2 separate regions of the Bos taurus genome follow, and region 2 is linked to region 1. Evidence: chromatin contacts called from public Hi-C data. All regions are on one chromosome and are shown on one strand. The core of a region is the stretch at or near the end of the contact, and the rest is flanking DNA. Distances in the headings are between cores, read along the strand shown. Region 1 has its middle 10 kb from the start of COPRS. Region 2 overlaps RAB11FIP4 (RAB11 family interacting protein 4).

The links. Hi-C and Micro-C count contacts between places; a contact is called where the count stands out from the background.
Region 2: a contact with region 1 is called in a Hi-C map of liver, with 3 times the contacts expected there. The contact joins two enhancer-like sites. A contact is called at or near these places in 2 of 11 Hi-C or Micro-C datasets (liver and skeletal muscle).

The regions. Positions count from the first base shown.
Region 1 is chr19:18,264,860-18,267,559 of ARS-UCD2.0, reverse strand. No RefSeq gene overlaps it. Among named protein-coding and RNA genes, the nearest start is that of COPRS, 10 kb to the right of the region's middle. Within about 2 kb of position 1,334, at least 35 of the 102 cell types and tissues checked have an H3K27ac peak or open chromatin away from gene starts, as enhancers often do. A contact at or near this core is called in liver, where this site is marked.
Region 2 is chr19:18,561,778-18,564,477 of ARS-UCD2.0, reverse strand. The region is part of intron 3 of RAB11FIP4 (RAB11 family interacting protein 4); the gene reads left to right. Among named protein-coding and RNA genes, the nearest start is that of RAB11FIP4, 40 kb to the left of the region's middle. Within about 2 kb of position 1,412, at least 11 of the 102 cell types and tissues checked have an H3K27ac peak or open chromatin away from gene starts, as enhancers often do. A contact at or near this core is called in liver, where this site is marked.

The sequences.
Region 1 (2,700 bases), core at 85-2,584:
TCTCCAGGCAAGAACACTGGAGTGGGCTGCCATTTCCTTCTCCAAGGCATGAAAGTGAAAAGTGAAAGTGAAGTCCCTCAGTCATGTCTGACTCTTAGCGACCCCATGGACTGCAGCCCACCAGGCTCCTCCGTCCATGGGATTTTCCAGGCAAGAGTACTGGAGTGGGGTGCCATTGCTTCACCTGAGAAGCCTAAGCTGTTGCTAAATCTAGATGTTTCTCATCCCAGTAGAGCAAGCATACAAGCCTGAAAACTAGGGAGTCAGATGACTTGCGTCACGATCTCTCCTCTTTGTGACTTTTGGCCAGTTCTCTTAACCTCCCTGAGCCTCAGTGTCTCTTTCCGTAAAACGAGAATTATAAGCTTTGTTAAGAAAAACCACCAAAGGTGTCATCTGGCAGAGGGATGTAGCACGATGCATTTGACTTTCCTGCGTGCGTACGCACACTTTGGTTGAAGTCAGAAAGCGTATATTAAGCGCTTACTATGTGCCAGGCTCTGGGGTGGGTGTTGGTGTAGGGGGGCCTGGGTGGGTGATGATGACTCTCACCCTAAATTTCACAATAATCTTTTCTGAGAAAACTCCTCTATCAAATCAGGAGTAAATCCTGCCTGTGAAGTCACAGGTGAGACTGCTAATCAGCAGGAAGCCCACTAACAGTAAGGTAACCCTGAGCCCGCTGAGCGGCTCCTCCAGGGCCCCTCGCCCTCCCGGCGGCTCGCACAGCACACACCAAGTGGGTGGGTCTGTACTGCCACCTGCTGGAGGAACAGGGTAAGGCTACAGGCGGCAGCCAGCAGAGATTGAGGCGCCTGCCTTGAGTTGCCAAACACATGGCTCTAAGGTCTATCTGCCACATTTGTTCAACAGCTCACAAGAAGCTGTCAGAGGAAATGGCTTTTGAAATCACAATCACCTCACCGGAAAAGGTGTGGGGGGAGAAGAAAAGGAAAGCCAATTGTACCTTGCAATGGCAGAAAGTGGGAGCATGCCTCCTGGGGAAACTTCTCTCTCTGACTCAAAGCGGGAGGACTGCAGAACCCTGTTAAGATGCAGAGAAATGCCCTCTCCTGAAACTGTGGCTGTGCTTTACTCCCCAGGCCCTGAGTGAGGACACATCCTGGTGGGACCCTCTCAGCCTTGGTGCCCTGGGACCCAGTTGAACTCTCCTCCTGCCCATCAACACCTGCAAGATCTGAGTCCTGGAACCAGCTCCACAGAAACTGCCGGAAACTGGGAGGCCGTGCTTTTCCAAAGGCCTTGGCTTTGCAGCCAGACTCGCTAAGTCAACACAGCGGGAGCCAGCCGTGCAGCTTGCCTTCCTGTTACACCCTCCCACTTCTCCTGGGCCTGCCACGCTCAGGCCTGCACACACACACACACACACACGGAGTCCTCCAGATCCAGCAGTCTGTTATTTGGGTGGGGAATCTGCTCTGGGAGAACTGGCAGGCAGAATCCACATGGGCTACAGCCAGGGTATTGGGCTGTTGTGGGTTGTTTTGTTTTTTCTCTTTCTCCATATTCCAACCATCCTGGGAAAGTTGGGTCCAGGAATGAGAACTCCGGAAAACCAAGGGCAGTGCAATGCCAAGGTATTTATTAAGCCAATGAGCATGCTTCCTTCTCCCTGGAAGGCGATCTCGGGTTTCCTCAGGGCACTGCAGCCTTGCAGAGTCCAGCCAGTTGCTCCTATACATAAAGACAGTGTGGTCTTTGCAGCCTTCACAGTCAACCCACCAAGCACCATGCACCTGAGAGAGAGCTACAGGAGGCACCATCCCCCATCCCCCCCAGGGTCTCATGATGATCATGCTGTCCCCACTAGAAACAGCACCAGGGACTTCCCTTTGCCTTCCAATGCAGAGGCTGTGGGTTCGACCCCCAGTTGGGGAGCTAAGATACCACATGCCTCCCAGCCAGAACACCAAACCAAAACATAAAAAAGCAGAATCAATATTGTAAATGTGTAAATATTGTAAATGTACATAAAACACAAAAAGCAGAAGCAACAGTGTAAATGTTGTAAATTTGAATATTGTAAATAATTCAATAAAGACTTTTTAAAAATAAACACTGCACCAAACTAATTTAGGGGTGAGGTAAAGAGTACATTCCTCCAGACCTTTCAAAAGGAAAGAAAGCCGTAACAGACAGAAACATGCCAGAGCCATACAAAAATACACAGCATGATTTACACAAATTGTGAATGGTACAATTCTGTTTGTTCTGCCACAATACAAAAACAGGGAGTTTTTCATCCAGACAGAAAATAAAAATGAAGCAAAAATTATCAGCACTCTGATATGAATCAGCCCATGATGATACTTTCAATACACCATCATACCTACCTGATGATCTGGCCCCCTGCCCCCAGCAGTAATTCATTCTCATCTTGGCTTCTGTTAATTCTACGTTTCAGGGGTTCAAGAAGCAAAACGGTCGTCTCTTTGACCATCCCAGTTTCCGACCCTGAGCTTCCATGTGTACCTTTTGGGGTTCACACTTTCTCAAGCACCTCAAGCAGTGTAAGACATCATCCGATATCCATCTTCACAGGTCTTTTCTGTCCCACGGCCCCTCTGGGTCCCTCCAGTCCTCTGCCTGCTTAAGACCTGGGCATCTTTGGGGAGATGGTCCTGACTGCCTAGGAGCACCAACATCTATCATTCTGGAGACCTAACCCCCTGGGGACAC
Region 2 (2,700 bases), core at 163-2,662, 300 kb before region 1:
TCCGTCTCCCATAGAACTTGGTTGCCTGGGTGCTCAGGCCCCGGTCAGGGAACATTCTTGGTGGCCAGTGAGCCGTGACTGCTTTCCCGCAGAGAGGCCTGCGAGGACCCATGGGGAGCAGGGCGGGCTCCATGCGTCAGGGCCAAAACAGAATCTCATGTAGAGGGTTTCTCATTGCAAGAGTTCTTCATCTGCGACCCAGTTTTGAAAACCTCTGAGAGCTCAGGGCGCCCCGCAGAAGATGCGAGAACAGAGGGCCAATCACATTGACTTCACAGAGACCCGCAAACGTGCTTGTCCTCCCACTTTCTGCAAAGTTGTGAGCGAACAGTACAGTGAGAACCCATAGATCCGGCGCCCTGCATTCACCAATTGTGAACGTGTTGGCAGTTTTCCTTCTCTGCATCTGCGTGTCTCTGTGCACACACTTTTGGGGGCCTGGGGGGCTTGTCTGTTTGAGAGCTAGTTGCTGACATTATGACACTTCATTCTTAAACACTTGACCCTCCCTCAGACCCTCCTCCATAACCACAACAGTCATCAGCCGTGGGTGTCTAACGTAAACTCCATATTTATTTTTTTCTTGCAATGAAGCCTGCTGCTTCTCTTTTAATTTGTTTCGCTGTGCTGGGTCTTAGTTGTGGCACCCAGGATCTTCAGTCTCCATTGCGACATGTGGGATCTAGTTCCCTGACCAGGGGTTGAACCCAGGTCCCCTGCATTGGGAACTTGGAGTCTAAGCCAATGGACCACCAGTAAAGTTTCTTCCCAATGTATTTATAGCTTTTCTTTTTGATCTCAGATCCAAGTGTTACATTTAGTCGTCATGTCTGTTTAGACTCGGTTAATCTGGAATAATTTACCAGACTTCTGCTCTCTATGCACCATCACCTCCGAGCCCCCAAAAGCACTCTCCCCACTGATTTTGCCTTTGGCTCCAGACTCGTATGGAAATGCTGGGCCCCCTGTGCTAATGTCTAGTGGGTGTTTCACACATGTCTGGCACTAAGCCCTCTGATCCTGCTCCATCCTCTCAGCCGTCTAAAACCTTCCCCGTCTCAGTACCTGCCACCGCCACCCACCTGATCACTCAGATCAAGGACTGAGTCGTGGCCACTGTCTCTCCTTCCTTCCATAGCCACCTGTCCACAAGGCCTGCTGGGTTTTACTTCCAGGATATGTCCCGAGGTGACCGCTTTTTTCCACCTCCATATTACACCCTATCAGAGCATTACACCACCCCCCACCTTGTCACTGCATTGTCACTTGCCTTTCTCCACACCACAGCCAGAGTGTCCTTCCAAACTCTTACATCAGGTCCTACAACTCCCTCACTGAAGAGGTTCCGACCACTTGTCATCTGAGGGTCAGATCCTAAGCTCTGACTTCTCACTGTGACCTAGCAGCTTTCACTTTTGCCTGAACCTCTGACCTGCTCCCCTCCCATCCTCCCCGCGATCCTCGCTGTTCCAGCCACACTGGCCTGTTTTCTGTTCCTCAAACCCCAGAAGCCAGTTCCTTTCCTTTGCCTTGCTATTATTTCTACCTCTAACCCTCATCCTCTAGTCTTTACACAACCATGCTTGTATCCTTCAAGTGTCAGCACAAGTGTCACCTCTCCAGAGAAGCCTTCCTTGCACACTCATCTCAAGGAACGCCCTCTACACCCTGTCCCTGTCATAACACCCTGCTTGTCCTGCACCATTTGCCACGATCTTAACTGTCTGGGTCTTGTCTGTCTCCTCCACGTGGGTGGAGGGCTGTGCCTTCCACGTGGAACACAGTGCTGGCAAGGAGCAGCTGGCAGGTGCATCTCAGCAGTGCAAGGTCAACTCTGCCAGGGAGGGGCGGGCGGTTTCCTCCCACCCGGGAGCAATTGAGAGGCGCTCTCTCCAGGCCAAAGGGTGTAAAAACCACACCGGTGCAGCGAGGGGAGGTAGAGGGGTGGGCATAGGCAAGAACTGAAAAAGGGCTGTTTGTTCTGCCACAGCACCTAGACTCTGAAACTCTAGTGTGTATAGGGCTTCCCCGGTGGTTCAGACAGTAAAGACTCTGCCTGCAATGCAGGAGACCCAGGTTCCATCCCTGAGTTGGGAAGATCCCCTGGAGAAGGAAATGGCAACCCACTCTTGCCCGGAGAATTCCATGGACAGAGGAGCCTGGTGGGCTACAGTCCATGGACTTGCAAAGACTTGGACATGACTGAATGACCAACACTTTCACTTTCTCTCATTTTCTCTGCCTCTGCACTGGGGCTCTGAACCTCTAATATGTATGTTAATGAGTCACTGGGGGCTTGATAGTGCAGACTCTGATCCACACAGCTCTGGGGTTACCCAACTGTGCGTCTCCTACAAGCTCCCCCATGGTGGTGACCGTCCTGGTGAGGGGCCACACCAACCGTGCTTTTGCTACCTTTTGGGTCCACACCTCACCCCCTTCCCTTCAGTGCCATGGGGAAATGTGGAAAGAAAGAGCCTGGACATGCCTCCATTGCCTCTGTCCCTCCCACCCTCTGCCAGGAAGTGTTGTTTCTAGCAGTCGCCGTCCCCTCCGCCCATGCAGAGGTGCGTGGTGTCCGTCTCCACGTGTCTGCTACCGTGGCAGAAAGGACATGCTCTCCCGGGAGCTGTGCTCAGCCGCCTGCTCCATCACTGCTCTCTTTTCTCTCCGAGCTGCTTTCCTTAAGCAGACTCCTGG